Linked DNA regions of Mus musculus: region 2 is linked to region 1. Evidence: chromatin contacts called from public promoter capture Hi-C data. All regions are on one chromosome and are shown on one strand. The core of a region is the stretch at or near the end of the contact, and the rest is flanking DNA. Distances in the headings are between cores, read along the strand shown. Region 1 has its middle 18 kb from the start of Cyp1a2. Region 2 holds the start of Cyp1a1 (cytochrome P450, family 1, subfamily a, polypeptide 1).

Evidence for each region. Promoter capture Hi-C pulls out the DNA fragments that hold promoters and counts their contacts.
Region 2: a promoter capture Hi-C map of liver shows a contact between it and region 1, with 5 times the contacts expected there. The contact joins the promoter of Cyp1a1 here to the enhancer-like site in region 1. A contact is called at or near these places in 6 of 39 promoter capture datasets (the HPC-7 cell line, embryonic stem cells, liver and 2 more), 2 of 15 datasets of contacts at CTCF or cohesin (CD8 T cells and embryonic stem cells), 15 of 484 Hi-C or Micro-C datasets (the G1E-ER4 cell line, Sertoli cells, Th1 cells and 7 more), 8 of 115 datasets of contacts at active chromatin or transcription factors (the SCID.adh cell line, effector CD8 T cells, embryonic hindbrain and 3 more) and 4 of 9 other capture datasets (adipose tissue, embryonic stem cells, liver and 1 more).

The regions. Positions count from the first base shown.
Region 1 is chr9:57,662,138-57,670,022 of GRCm38.p6, reverse strand. No RefSeq gene overlaps it. Among named protein-coding and RNA genes, the nearest start is that of Cyp1a2, 18 kb to the left of the region's middle. Within about 2 kb of position 5,237, at least 5 of the 459 cell types and tissues checked have an H3K27ac peak or open chromatin away from gene starts, as enhancers often do. A contact at or near this core is called in liver, where this site is marked.
Region 2 is chr9:57,692,350-57,700,234 of GRCm38.p6, reverse strand. It overlaps Cyp1a1 (cytochrome P450, family 1, subfamily a, polypeptide 1), which reads right to left and starts at 2,622. Exons shown (of 7, transcript NM_001136059.2): 1 at 2,536-2,622; 2 at 1-158. The coding sequence starts at 144. RefSeq lists enhancers at 3,102-3,122, 3,486-3,504, 3,597-3,615, 3,673-3,692, 3,407-3,763 and 1 more and a promoter at 2,562-4,263.

The sequences.
Region 1 (7,885 bases), core at 3,988-6,487:
CCTCTGGAGACCATGGACTGATCAGGGCACAAGGAAACCCTTAAGAGGCACCAGGCAGACATCTTCATACTTCTTCCATCCAAGTTTTGCAGAGCTCAGCTTCCTGGGAAGTTTCAGGACAGGTCTGTTGATTGACATCTAATGGTCACTGCCCAATTTGACCACAAGTGGACTGGAGTTGGCCTGAGCTTCTCACGCACACTTGGCCAATCTTTAACCAGGTGGCCTCAGGCTCTGCTCTGGCCAGAGCCAAGGCAGGAGTAATTGGACATAGATACTTTGCTCCTTCGCTGACTATTGTCTCTGACAGCAGGTAAGAGGCAGATGGAGCCAGTTCTGTCTTGCTGTGTCCTGGGCAGGCCCTGGACATACATCATCTCAAGCTCTTCTCATTCTAGGAGTTGGAAAAACACTGAAGTCTATATAGCACACTCGAATGGATAGTTTGGGCAAAGATGAAACAGTAGACAAAATCCCAGGGTGGGCTCCTGACTCTGTCTCCCAGTGGAGGTTGAGGGACTCCATTGGACCCCCACATTCTGTGCAGGTCAGGTCCCCAGTTCTTTATCTTAATCGTCTCCCACCAATCAGGTCTTCCCTTTAAATTGCTTAGGTGAGCCTCCACCCCCAACCCAGCTGGAAATTTTGATTCAGTGGTGGGATAAGGTAGGAAGTTAATCACAATATCCAGAACTACCTTAGGAAGTGAGCCTGATACAATAGGCCCACAGGAAATAATGTCACAGAAGAAAGCTAGCAGAGGTGCACAAGGGTTGCCAGTTGTCACCTTGCTGATCTCTCTACTAACAGTAAAACCCAGCTCACTCCAGTTCTCAGAGGGGCCTGAAGACCCCAAGCCAGGTTCTACTGACAATTCCACAGCGTGACTCCACCGCTTTGATTCCATAGTAGTTCACCCTTTTGGAAGGGATCTGTGGCCCTAAGCCAGGTGGTCCTTCCTGGTCCTTTTATCCTCAGGGTCATCTCTCTCTCAGTATCCCTTCATCCCGAGGCAGATAAACCTAATCACTAAGTTTCCTCTCACCCAGATCTGTCATGTAAATTTCTTCCTAAGGCCATTCACTTCCCAAGCAAGGATTTTCCAGTTGGCAAAGGAATCTATGGATGAACTAAGGTATCTGGAACCAGATGTGAGTGCGCCTCGAACAAGAAAATAGATGCTGCTTCTCCTAGACCAGGGAGAAGAGGCTGTCCTGGGCCAGCAGTTAAAGAGGTGTTCCAGCTCGGCAGGGGGAAGCGGAAAGTGAAAAGCAGGTGGTTGGCTCCCCAACTCTCAGTGACCCCCTCAGCGAGCTCCCTAAGGCCCTGCTCTCTGATTATCAGGACACAGGATCCTCTGGTCTGGTAGCTCTCAGGTTATATAGCAGGGACATTTCTAGGCAAGGACTACACCTGGTGCACCTCACACCATGCTGAGGAGGAAGGCAGCCTCTGGTCTTTGCTGAGGCCACCTGTGCTCTCCCAAGGACAGACAGTAAGGTGACATTTGTTTGCTTTTTCCTGCCCCTCCCTACCTTCACCTCTGCACTTCTGTCCTGGGCCAGCAGTTAAAGAGGTGTTCCAGCTCGGCAGGGGGAAGCAGAAAGTGAAAAGCAGGTGGTTGGCTCAAATTCTCTAGCCAGTTGCATAACCTGGCTTTTCTCATCTTGCAATTGAGGATAATAGGTCTACCTCACAGGGCTGCTAAGAGGCTTAATGAGATAGTATGTATAAAGTGTCAGGCCTCACGTGAGTGGACAGAGAGAGAGAGAAAGAGAGAGAGAGAGAGAGAGAGAGAGAGAGAGAGAGAGAGAGAGAGAGAGAGAGCATCCTTCAAGACTTGCACCCTCTTCACTGGGGTCTTGCCAGGGCCCAGGCTTAGCTCACTTCCTCCACTCCTACCCACCCAAAAGCTAGGGAGGGCTGGGAGGGGGGTGGATAGCGTGCCAGGGAACAATAGGCCCATAACCCCTTCCGGTCCATCGCGTGAGAAGGAACTTCGTGAGAAGGAGCTTCGGGAAGGAAACTCATCTCCCAGTGGGAGAGGCCACCGCCCCCTTGTTGCCAGCCCTGTGGGAGTTTCAGGACCCTCTCTCTGTTCCAGGCCTCGCCCCCACTCCCCGCATCTGTAGTCTACATCACCTGGACTGGCTCCCTACGTGCCTTCCTTCAGAGAAGAGCATCCGAGCTAGGCACCCTGACTCCCTGTCTGCAGCTGGGAGTCCCTGGAGCCCAGGATCTGCTCTCACTTGGCTTTCTGTGTCCTGGCCCAGAGCGGCCTCTATGAGTGCTAAGCGCTGACCAACAGAAGGAGTGGCCTAGTAAAGGAAGGCAAGTCTGGAGACCATTGGGGCCCCGAAGTTAAGCCAGGAGAGATAAGAGAAGGATCCAGCATAGACAGGCCAAAGTTCCTGCCCTTTACATAGGGACAAAGTAACAGCCCCCAAAATGCCTCCCCAAAGCTGACGGCTGGAAGTGAGGACATTCGGATACTTCTAATGCTCAGCTCACCACTTCATGTAAGGAAGAGCATTAGCCCTCTCACCTACACTCCCAACTCTGCAAGCATTTTCTACTGTCAGACTGGGAGCCCTTAGAGACGGGAACAGGGCAGGAAGACAGCTAGCTCTCCCACTCTACCTACCCACATCCGGCTGCTAGCTCAAAGGAACCCCTCCAGACAGGCTGCTAATCAAGAACTCTGGGGCTCCATTTCTACACATAGAAGACATGGTAAGGGTTGGAGCCTGGCTGAAACTAGCCCTGCCCTGGCCCTCCTGATCTGGGTTATATAAACAGAGCCTCAGTTTTTGGTTTTTCGAGACAGGGTTTCTCTGTGTAGCCCCCTGGCTGTCCTGGAACTCACTCTGTAGACCAGGCTGGCCTTGAACTCAGGAATCTGCCTGCCTCTGCCTCCCGAGTGCTGGGATTAAAGGTGTGCACCACCACTGCCCTGCCTGAAGTTTCACTGAAGCTCTTCTCCATTTCCTCGCTGTCACCCCCAAAACTCTGGACAGGAACTCTGCTCCTCTGTGCATGGTCTCGGTGTCACCAGTTCCAAGACTCCCCAACCTCAAGTGTGACCATTGCCAGGGAGCAGAGGAAGCAAAGGCTTCCCAGGTCTGAGTTAGTCACCTCCCACGGCCACCTCCACGGAGTTCTCAGGGCTCCAGCTAGAGGCTCCTAGGGCCTGAGGACACAAGAATGACAAACACACCCACCAACCCACGCCCAGTCTCAGGCACATACACACCTGCCTGGCACGCTGACCCACTTGAATGCACACCTGGCGCACTCACGCACATACACCTGGCTGCACTTGCCACAGAGTAGACCCAGTGCAGCTCAAGCCTTGTGCACACACCCCACCCCCACCCAGGCTAGCAGGGGCTGCGCAATTCCACTTCCCACTTGGCCATGCCAGAACTCTGTCAGGCGGCCCCAGGAATTAGGAGCCTTTTTTTTTTTCCTACTTGGGATTAAACCTGTGGCCTTGCCTAGGCTAGGTGGTATTTCTAACCAACCATATTTTAAAAAATTTTTTGTGATCATGTGTGTATGATGAGCAAGGGAGTATGCCACAGCATACATGTGGGAGTCAGAGGTCATCCAAGAATCCACTTTCTCCTGTCACACTGATCCCAGGAGTAGAACTCAGGTCTTCAGACTTCACAGCAAGTGTCTCTGCCATCTAAGCCATCTCAAAGGCTTAGTTTTATGTATGTATGTATGTATTTATTTTTGGAGTCATGTGGTCCAGGCTAGACTGGAACTTATTGTGTAGATGAGGCTGTCTCTGAATTCCTGATCATCCTGCCTTCATCTCCCAAACGCTAGGGTTACAGGAGAATGACACCTCCCCTCTTCTCTCTCTGTCTCTGTCTCTCTCTTGACATTGTCTTTCTATATAGCCCTGGCTATCCTAGAACTTGATTTACAGACCAGGCTAGCCTCCAACTCACAGCAATCCTCCTGTCTTAGCCTCCCCAGTGCTAGGATTATGGGAATACACTGCACAGCTAGCAAAAACAAAAACAAAAATCCCCCACTATATACATATTTAATTTTAATTTTGGGGGGTGAGTGGGTTTTGAAGTAGGGTAGCCCAGGCTGATACGGAAGTCACACCATTCCTGTCTCATGTTCTGGATAGCCACAATGACAAGCACAAGCCACCGTGCAAGACATTTTAAAAATAATAAAACTTTATTATTCATTCACTCATTTACTTATTTGTTCATTTTGTTTTCTTGAGACACAGTCTCATACCAGAATCTCATACCAGGCTGGCATGGAACTCAAAGCCATCCCCCTGCCTTAGCCTCCCAGCTGCTGGTATTATAGGCAATGGATTGCTTTATTATACTTGGCCAAAGGCTATAACTTTTAAAAGGAAGGCAAAAGAGAAAATGCTAATAAAACCAGTACATGGATTTTACCAATTGGATTGGTATGGTTAAAACGTTCAACAATAGACTGTTGGTCAGACAGAGTATTGAAAGCTGAACACATGAGTTATGGAACATGCCTATAGTCTCAGCCTGTAGAAAGTAAGGGCAGTAGGATCCAGAGTTCAAAGTTAACCTTAGCTACATACAAGGATTTTAAGCTAGCCTGAGCTACATGAGATTCTGTCATTTTAGAAAATGTGATTAAGACATGACTGAGGACAGAAGCGTGTTCAGACAGCTCCAGGTGTTTGAGAGAGTGAGGTGAGAGGCTGAATGGGCACCGGAGTTTCACAGAAGCCTGATTGAGTGGAGAGAGATAGAGAGAGGAGAGAGAGAGGAGAGAGAGAGGAGAGAGAGAGAAGAGAGAAGAGAGAGAGAGAGAGGAGAGAGAGAAGAGAGAGAAGAGAGAGAGAGAGGGAGAGAGAAGAGAGAGAGGGAGAGAGAAGAGATAGAGAGAGAGAGAGAAGAGAGAGAGGAGAGAGAGGAGAGAGAGGAGAGAGAGGAGAGAGAGAGGAGAGAGAGGGAGAGAGAAGAGAGAGAGGAGAAAGAGGAGAGAGAGAGAGAGAGAGAGAGAGAGAGGAGAGAGAGAGATAGGAGAGAGAATGGAAAGAAAGCCCAACCAGCTGGGCGTGGTGGCGCACGCCTTTAATCCCAGCACTCAGGAGCCAAGAATCGTTGCATCAACATAACTTACGAAAGCCTCCACACTTTACCTTTGACACCTGCCCCTTGCCTCAGCCTCTTTACAGACACGCAATTTACTATGACACAGGTATGGCTGTGGCAATGCTACTCCAGCAAACACTGGAAAGGCTGACTTGTGGGTGCAGATCCGCTGTCCCAGGGCTGGGACACCTTTAGTCTCAGCACTCAGGGGACAGAGGCTCTGTGTATTTGAGGCTAGCCTGGTTCCAGGCCAACCCAGGGCTACATTGTGAGACAACACCTCAAATGAAAACAAACATATAAAGGTCTTCAGAGATGGCTCAACAGCTTAAAACTTCGGCTGCTCTTTCAAGGACCGGAGTTTGAGCCCCAGATCTCACATGGAAGCTCACACCCCTCTCTAAGTCCAATTCCAGGGAATCCAATCCCCTTTTGCTGACCTCTGCAGGTACTGCATAGATATGGTGTACGAACATAGAGGCAAAATACTCATACACCCAAAATAAAAATTAATAAGTCTTCTCTTACAAACCCTGAAACTGAACAATAGTAACGACAACTATTTATGTTTGGAAATTCTTTCTGTGTTATTCAGGATGGCTCAGTATTCCACTGAAACCAGTAATAGTTAAAATGACTAAAAATATGACAGACCTGTATAAAACAGTACCTTGACATGAAGATTTTTCCAGACCAACATACATGGCCTTGTTAACATTCACAACTTTCTTTTTTGTTGTTTGTCATATTTTTTATTTAATTTTATGTGTTATGGTGTTTTGCCTCTATGCATGTCTGTGTTCCACCGGTGCTCAGTGCCTTTAGAGACCAGAAGAGGGCAGTGGGTCTCTAGGAAATAGAGTTACAGATGGTTGTGAACCACTTTGTGGGTGGTGGGAATCAAACCCTGGTCCTCTGTGTAACTAGTGCCTGTCTAGCCTACCATTTTATGCTGTTAGTGCGGTCACAAGGAAACTTTTTCATGTGCTATTACCAGGAAACGTTTCCACGCCCGAGTTGACTGCATATTCTGTTAAGTTCTATGCTTTGGTGTTCTTAGAAACCAATCACAATAGAGGTCAGATAGAACTGCTTTGTATAGTTACTCAAACAAGCTTGGACCTGATCCAACTGCCTGGAAGCACTGCCTGTACCTATCAGCTGCCCCTGGGATAGGCCCCAACATAAGAGAGACGCCTACACCAATATAAGAAGCCATTAGGAATAAGACTTCCATTTTGAGTAGGGGTTGAATAAAGTTTTAAGTTCCCCAGACCTCCCTGGGAACTGTCATCCTACTTGGCTGAAAGAATCATGTACGTGGGCAACTAACATCTGGTTGGCAATTTAAGACATAACTGTTAAGTAAGGCAAGTCCCCTGCCACAGCTGAATACCCCAACCAGTTGGAAGTCCCCTATCCCTAAATCCTGATTGGTGGAATAGCTTGCCACAGATTTTTATAGATTTCAGGCTTAAAAGCTCTATGGCGGGGGCCGGTGAGATGGCTCAGCGGTTAAGAGCACTGACTGCTCTTCCAAAGGTCCTGAGTTCAAATCCCAGCAACCACATGGTGGCTCACAACCATCCATAACAAAAATCTGATGCCCTCTTCTGGAGTGTCTGAAGACAGCTACAGTGTACACACATATAATAAATAAATAAATAAATAAATAAAAATTTTAAAAAGCTCTATGGCATTTTGGCTCAGGGTTGCAGTTTAGCTCTGGAGTCTAGACTGCATCCCTGATCAATCAGTCTTGGGATGTGTGTTCAATAAACCAGCCAAGCTATCTCTCCAGCCTGTTCGTTTCTTGAGACCAGAATCTTACCATGTACCCCAGGCTAACCTGGAACTCTCAATCCTCCTGCCTCAGACCCCAAGGCTTGCAGGCACTTGGTTACAGATGTTCACCACCCTGCCTAATCCATTTATGATTTTTCTGTGGTTGTTTTTTTTAAGGTTTGGGTTTTGTTTGTTTATTTGTTTGTTTGTTTGTTTGTTTTTTGAGACAAGATTTCTCTGTGTAACCGTGGCTGTCCTGGAACTGGCTCTGTAGACCAGGCTAGCTTGGAACTCAGAGGTCAGCCTGCCTCTGCCTCTTGAGTGCTAGAATTCAAGGTGTGCCCCAGCACTGCTGAGCTGATTTTGAATTTTTTTTTAATATATCACACACATACATATGTCACATATGTGGTTTCTTTTTTTTTTAAGATTTATTTATTTATTATATGCAAGTACACTGTAGCTGTCCTCAGACACTCCAGAAGAGGGCGTCAGATCTTGTTACAGATGGTTGTGAGCCACCACGTGGTTGCTGGGATTTGAACTCCGGACCTTCGGAAGAGCAGTCAGGTGCTCTTACCTGCTGAGCCATCTCACCAGCCCTGATTTTGAATTTTTATGTAAGGTTTCACTGAATATCCCAGACTAGCATGGAACTTGTGATGCTCTTGCCTTGGCTGCCCCAGAGGTTTTATTTTCCTGCTTTTCACACTTATTGTATTTGTGTGTATGTGTGCAGTGGTGCATCTGTGGAAGTCAGATGACAACTTGCAGAAGTCTGTTCTCTCTCTCCTTCTACCATGTGGGTTCCATGAGGAATAGAACTCTCCCCTCAGGCTTGGCTACAAGCACCTTCATCTACTGAGCCATCTCAAAGACCTGCTGAGGTAGAGTTGGTTGGTTTGTGTGTGGGCCTCAGAGTCAGGTATCCCTTTGTTTGGCTTTCCATTTATATTTTAATTTTATTTCTTTTTGTTTGTTTG
Region 2 (7,885 bases), core at 1,373-3,872, 33 kb before region 1:
CCAGGGCCCTGGTGGAGTCTTCAGGCCTTTGGGAACCCAGGTTCTTGTGGCTCTGACCACCCAGAATCCAAGGCAGAATACGGTGACAGCCAGGAGCAGCTCTGTGGCTGACACGAAGGCTGGAAGTCCATACATGGAAGGCATGATCTAGGTGGCTGCTGAGAGGTGAGGCCAAAAGAAAGAAGGCATCAGACTGAGGGCGAGGGTATAAATATCCTAAAGTGTCAGGGGAAAGAGAAGCCTTCCTCCTGGAGCTGTTCCCTGGGCATAGAGCAGGACAGAGCTTGTGGAGCTGCCACTGTGTGCTGCAGTTCTTTCTTACTCCACATGCACAAAGGCTGAGGTCAGGTAGACTGAGCTCTCGTGGAGAAGTCTCAGTACCCGGGAAGCTCAATGTGGTTTTGTTTTATTTTTCACACAATATATTTTAATCATATTCTACACACACACACAGCACACACACATACACACACACACACACACACACACTCTCTCTCTCATTTTATTTTCAATCTTAGTCATAAGCAGATGAAGAAGGCTGCAGTAAGATTCAGAGACAGTAAGTAACATTCTCAAAGTTATGCAGCTAGGGAATGTTGTGTAAACTTTCAACCCAAGTAGCCCACTTCTAGAGCACCTCTCTTAATTGTGTGGCTTCAGTGGCTTCCAATCTCTGTGGTTTCCACTCGTCCCAATTTACCTTGTGTCTCCTAAAATCAGTTTTACATCCACTAGGCAACATCATCCTGAACAATGTCTGTACCTAAATACAGCTTTGATTTTCCTAACACATTCCAATAAATGTGCAACTAACAAATGTCACCCGAAAAATCTCTTTGGGTCTACCCATCACCCTTGAGGAAGCCGCCATCCTATCAGGAAATCAAGAGATCATTTGTTTCTTTGGCCTCATTGCTTACTCTAGCAGCAGGGAAATCAGCTTCCAAATGGGGCATTAGCCAGGGCTCACAGCTCTTAGGGAAAGTTCCATAGAATGTACAGCTGCTATCACAGATGCCTCCTTTTGAGAACGAAAACTTTTGAGAATCTGAGTTCTCAGTTCTTTACTGTTCTTCATCTCAGGATCTAAAGAACCCCATCAACCCCAGTAGAGGACAGGAATGGGAGAGGGTACAGGAAAACCAATGCCCAAGCCACCTTCCTCTCAGGCCTAGCTCCCTAAGTTCAACGGGGCCACACTTTAAAAGCCAAGGGAGACCAGCTAGACACAGCTCCAAGTAACAGTAATCCAGGCCAAGCTTTTTGTTGTGCTCAGTTCTCATGAATGAATAGTCTGGTCCTTCCCCCTCTTTTGCTGTCATAAGAAAGCAGAAATGAAAAGGAAGATTCCTATAAGGTTAGGGCTATAAGAAAACCACTGACTGGAGTCAGGAAAACTAGGAATGGATTTGAGCTTAGTTTTGACTAAGAGGACACTTTCTCTTTAGATTTATTCTAGAAAAAGTAAGCAAATTTAACATCTGCTCCAAGGCTCTGCCCAGTCAGGAGAGTCACATTGCAGTGAAGTACAGTCCAGGTCATCCTGGACAAGTCATATTAACACTGAGACTTCAGTTACATAACTGGGAGAGAGGGTAAGACAAGCTTGCCCAATTCATCTGGGAGGGAGGCACTGGCCCATACCTTTAACCCCAGCACTTAGGAGACAGAGGCAGGAGGAACTCTTGAGTTTGAGGCCAGCCTGGTCTACAGAGTGAGTTCCAGGACAGCCAGGGCTACACAGAGAAACCCTGTCTCAAAAAAACAAAACAAGCCAACAAGAAAGATTGCTTAATTCAGAGGGTACAGATCCTAGGAAGAGAAGATCTGAAGCACATACGATAGGAAGATGTACAATTCCCAAATACTACAGTCAGCTTGAAGCAGAGGGGCTTCCTGGAGGGGCTGAAAACACACTTCATAATTGGTGTCCCTAAGGAACCCTAACCTTTGGAAGGTGGAAGGGCCGAGGGAAATGTAACTGGTGTTTCCAGTTCCCTGAAGCTCTCAGTTTATGGAGCTGATGGTATCCCAGCAAGGATAGAAGAGACAGTCAGTGGGGTAGGGAGCCTCTCTAGCCTAGGTCAGAAACAGCTCTGACATGCTGCCCTTTGGGAGGGTAGAGGCTATTGGGGGTAGTTTTTAAATAAGACAGAGAACACCAGAAAAGCTCAGTGCATCTTCACTGTCCACCCTACACATCCAGAGAGGAGCCCTCACCCCCACTGGCAGTCCTGAGGAAGGGGCTAAAGGTGCAGGGAAGACGCCCTAGGAGGTCAGTGAGGAGGGGGAGGGGCCTGAAGTGGAAGGGTATCTCATTTCTATCTAAATAGCTGATACCTCTGGCCTCAGTTTCTCCCTTAAGGAATTTACCTGGTCACTAAATAAATAAATAAATAAATAAATAAAAGTGTAGTTCCCTGTTTTGAAGGAGCTACCCAGTAACTCTTCACCAAAAATTTCCTTTTCTTGGGAGGGAGGGAGGGAGGGAGGGAGGGAGGGAGGGGCAATCCAGGAGCCCCCCCAAGCACTCACCTTGGGCTGTAAGGAGGGACTGAAGTGAAGAGTGTTCTCTAGGACCCTAGGGAGGATCGGGGAAGCTCCAAGAACTACCACCTTCAGGGTTAGGGTGAAGGCACCACCACCTTTATAGGACTCTGTGTCTGTTGGCCACGCCTCCTTATCTGAGCCCAGTGGTGGGACCGAGGGAGGGACAGCCTTAGGGAGTGCTCTAGGCAGGGGGGAGGGGGGAGATAGGCAAGAAGCCATACCGGATACCTGATGTAGGTACAGGCACAAAAAAACATAAGAAAAGAAAAAGAATAAAGGTTGGGGTCACCACCCCCCACACTTTCAAGGTGCTCCATGGACAGTGCATAATCCCACTGAGGGAGGGGTTTGAGGAAAAATTCTGGGGTAACCTAAAAAGTAAGTACTGGGGCCTCCATTCCGGGTCATAGGGATTCCTTTTCACTATTTTTGCACCCCTGAAACATTCAGTGTGTAAGATCCTCTTGCCTACTACAAGCCAATGGGTGCCCGGGAAAGGCTGGTAGAGGGAGAACAGCTGGGTGGTGACTTTGCTTCCCTGGATTACTGAGTCCAAGCTCGCGTGAGAAGCGCAACGACCCCAGCCCAGAGGTCACAGGACAGGAAGGCCAGTGGCGCCATTGGACTGACTCTGTGCCCCACAAATTGGGTATCGGCCGAAGTTCGCGCTGCTTCATCTAGAGGGTGGGGATGGATGGCAGGCTTGCAGATCTCACCTCTAAGGGTCACCTTAGGCAAGCTGCAAGCCCGGGAGTCCCCGCTTGCAGCTCCCTGTAGGCTCCCGGGGCTTGCTAGTGTTGTGCATACATACTGAAGCAGGCAACACAGAGAAGTCGGGCGGCGGGTGCAGAGCTATCTAAGTATGGTGGAGGAAAGGGTGGAGGAAGGATCCACGCGAGACAGCAGGAGGGGGTCTGGGGCTACAAAGGGTGATGCTTGGCACGCACACAGGTTCCTGAGGCTAGCGTGCGTAAGCCTGCTCCATCCTCTGGGGGCAGAGGTCGGGCTGCCTGTCTCCGCCCCACCTGGCTGGGGACAAGGTGCCCCGGAGTTGCGTGAGAAGAGCCTGGAGGCCCGCGCAGCCACCCAGCTACCCAACTCACAACCGGGCGCGGGTCCCAGTGCTGTCACGCTAGCTGGGGGAGGGGAACCGTGGGTGAGGCTCTTAAAGGGCCAGCTCTCCTGGGGCGTTGGGGTGGGGTTTAAGAGATAGAAATAGTCTATGCTTTGCAAGGGCGCGACAAGACAGCGCCAGCGGTGCAAAGGGCCGGGTTTGCGTGCGATGCTCGGCTTCTGCCTGAGAGCAAAGGCCTGAACAGCGTGTGTCCACATTTTTAGTGGCAGGACACGCAGCACCACCCGGCACGCCTAGCTGGCTGTTTTGCAGGTGCTCTCTGGCCCTGAAGGGTGCTCCCAGAGTGAGATTAGTGTAAGAAGAACATCTGAACTTGGCGTGTCTAACTCAACCTGTTCCTAACTAACACCTTCACCTGCCCTCCCCTGTGAGCTCCCGAGCCCAGAAAGAACATTGATATCTGCTCTGTGACCAAGACCAGGAAAAAAAAACAACACTTCATCCACCCCCTCACCTCCCACTCTAGTTACATGCCGCCCTCATGCATTGTGCAAATATTCGCCAAGCTCCTACTATGCTGGATGCTGGTGATTGATGCAGAGGTGAAAAGGATTAACAATACTCCTTTGACGAAGCTTACCCGCTGCTATGGGGGAAACAGGTGATAAGTAACAAAACACAGAGACAGGCATAGTACAAAAAGAGCACTAGAAAGATAAATGATATGCAGGGGACAGTTTACAACTGCAAATGAGGTGGCCAGGGGAGTGCTCTCTGAGATAGCACTGAACAGAGGCAAGAGTGTCCAGTCAAGCCTCCCAGGTATCTCCCTGGAGGATGTTCCTGGTAAGAGGACCCACCTCATAGGCACAGTGTTTCCAGATGTTCTAGTTATGTGTAGAGGTTGTGGTAAGGGGGTGGTGTTCTCCAGACATGTCTACCTATTCAAGAAGTATCCCACCGAGGAAAATGAGAGTCAGTAGTGAGGATGTTGTCTAGCCTGAGCTAACCTCAGGCTTCTGTGCTGGAGGTAGACTGGAGGGCAGGAACACTTCTGTCCATTTTGACATGGGTGAAGTCCTACGTCCACACTCTCATCCAGACCCCTATTGATCCCCAGAGAATGGATTCCCCTTTGCTTTTTGGTTCTTTCAACTTCTTCTTCCCCACTGTGCCTCTCAGAATGTGAAATCCTTTCTGTCACCATGTTTGCTGAAATCCCTTAGGTATCTGAAGATAGGAAACAGAGCCTCTTGCAGAATCTACCAGGTCTGCCCATCGAGGGATCTAGTAGTTTCAGTTCTGAGTCTAAATAAAACATGGCTTCCCCCTTGTATTCCTTCCTGGATCCTCGTCACAGCAAGTTAGATTTCTTTTGGTGTCACTCTTCCTCTGTTTTCCATTGTCCCAACCGCTGACTTAGCTCCAGAGAATGAAGCATACAGGAGGTGAGGCGGGCCTTCTCAACATCTTTGCAGCCATTCTCAGGACACCCGACCCTTACAGTCTCCCTCTTCTTCCTCTATGTCCCAGAACAGAAAATATGCATGTGGAAAATTAATCAGATATACATGCCCCTATGAGATAGAAATGATTGTCAAACCGCATTATAGGTGGGGTACACAGAAGCAGAAGTATTGAGCTCCAACTATGCAATGATAAGAGTTAGGTGAGAAGGGTTGGGCATGATGGTACATAGCTATAACTCTGAAGCAAGAGGATTTTCATGAGTTCAAGGTCAGCCTAGACTACATAGTAACAGTGGACTAGCCAGGATTGCACAGCAGATATAGCAAAAACCAGAAAATAAAATAAAATACAATTTTAAAAAGGGAGGAAGAAGAGGACAAGGAAGAGAGAGAGGGAGAGGAAATAAAGTGGGTATCAGAACAAGCAAGCCACATAGGAGGTGAGGTGGGCCTTCTCAGCATCTTTATAGTCAGCCATTCCACTCACTGCATCTCTGGACATGATACCCAAGTTGGAGCAAGAATCAGAGAATTGAAAGATCTTGTATAGAAATAACTCCCGGCCAAGCAGTAAAAGCACTACTGTGTGTAGATCCCTCTACAGTCACTCTTCCTCCTGTTTCCATTGTCCCTACCAATGCCTTAGCTCCAGGGAGTGGAGGAAATCTGTATTTTACTGCCAGCCGGAAGGCCCAGCTCTGAGGCTTGCAGCCAGGAATGCAGGAAGCCCTACTGTTTTGCTCATGTTCTTTACCAAAAACTTTATTAGCTAATAAAGCCAGTTCCTCTCTTTCTTATCTGCTGGAGAGATGGATCCCAGAAAGGAAAGGCCCAGTGACCTCTGACAAATGAAATCTGAGCCTAAGACCTTGACCTCTTGCTTCCAGGCAATGGTTCTACCAGCTAAGGAAAGCCCTGGGCAACAGGCTCAGGCTTTAAGCAAAGGCCTTTATTTCCCCCAGGCCTTGCGCACTGGGGTTATGGGTCTTATACTCACTATCACCAAGACTTGTCTGGGCTAAGGGTCACAATGGAAGGAATGGGCCTCACTAATTGATGGGCAGAAAGTTTGGAGACCTTGACACAGAGCTAAACACCCAACTAAGGCCAAAGTTTATAAGCCTATGCGTGAGAAGCTCTTTGGCTTCCCTAGTAACTGATACCAGGAGCACATTAGGAGGGGAGAGGGCTTTGGGCTGGAGGGAGACAGAGAGCTTGCTAGTCAACCTGGCAGAGAAAGAGCTGGGGGTTTTTGGTCAGTACTGTTGAGGGCTAGATAGTGGAAGCCAGGAAACAAGCAATACCCTACAAAAATCCCCTTCTCCACAAGGAAGGCAGAAGCCACACCCTAAAGAGAGCCTGAGGAGAGTCCAGAGATGTTACCAAATCCAGAGGAAACTGAGGCAGACTCTGGAGAGCTTAGAATAAATGTGAGGAACTTGGGGGAAGATATTGCTGGCATGGTGGGAGACATTGTAGTCTAAAGAGTGAGAAGAAGCCAAATCACTAAGACACAATGATTTTGGTTCCATGAAAAGAAGGAGGAGGAGGAAGAGGAGGAACAGTAGGAAGAGGAAGAAGAAGAGGAGGAGAAGGAAAAGGAGGAGGAGAAGGAAAAGGAGGAGGAGAAGGAAAAGGAGGAGGAGGAAGAAGAAGAGAGGAAAAGAGGAGGAGAAAGAAAAGGAGGAGGAGAAGAAGAAGAGGAGGAGGAGGAGGAGGAGGAGGAGGAGGAGGAGGAGGAGGAGGAAAATGTCCAAAGAAGGATAACCCTAGAGGAGGTGGCTTGGAGTCACAGGCTGGAGGAGTTGGTTGAGTGGAGGAATGGAGGTGCCTTATCACCAGTGCTTCACGATGGTGAGGTACAAACAAGCATCTTTAATGGAAAACAATGTACTTTCTTGAGTGCGGGGGAGTGGCTGGAAGGAGGGGTTGTGTATTCTGGGTAATGGGCACAACACATGACAATGCAGAGGCAGCAGCTGGAGGAATCTGTGACGTCTCCTCTGGCAGGTGGGAAAGTTACACTAAGTGGAAGACCGTGTGGGAAGACAGGATCACACGCTGAGGTGGGGAAACTTGTTTTAAATGCCATGAGAAGTTAACAAGCAGCTCTGAGGGGAATCTAGCATGCAGTTTTACAAAGGTCACTTAGGTAGAAGCATGGAGCACTCATTGGAGAGCCGTGAATCTCAATCACACTTGAAATTCAGGAGAATAAAATGTTCAATATGTCAGTTCTGCTAGCACACTTCACAGCTGTACCAGTCAGAGAGCAGAAATAGAAAACCCTTTTGGGGGGCAGGAAGGATAGCCTGACAATCTTAGTTTAATCCCCAAGACAGTCTCATGTAGCTCAAGATGGCTTGACACCCCCTATGTAACCAAAGATGACCTTGAACGGTGGGTCCTGCCTCCATCTCTCAAGCTTTGGGGTAACAGGCTTACGTGTGGTTTTATGCAGTGCTGGAGACAGAACCTTCATGCCCACCAGGCAAACTCTCTACCTAGTGAGCTATATCCACAGCCCTAAATAAAAATTTTGAGTGGCACAACCTCTAGTTCCTCTAGTTCTTCACTCACAGTAACTCTCTGATTTGCTCTCTCCTCTGCCCATACCCTATATCTGGCTTAGGGTCAACCACTTACCATCTCCAGGTCTCCATTGAGTCAAGTAAGAAATGAGGCTCAGGTAGTGATAGCAGCTGACAGAGAGATGTCCTGTGTTAACTGGTAGGAGATCCTGGGCTTAGTAGATGTTCAGAAAGCACTAACTATTCTTATTCATCTATAT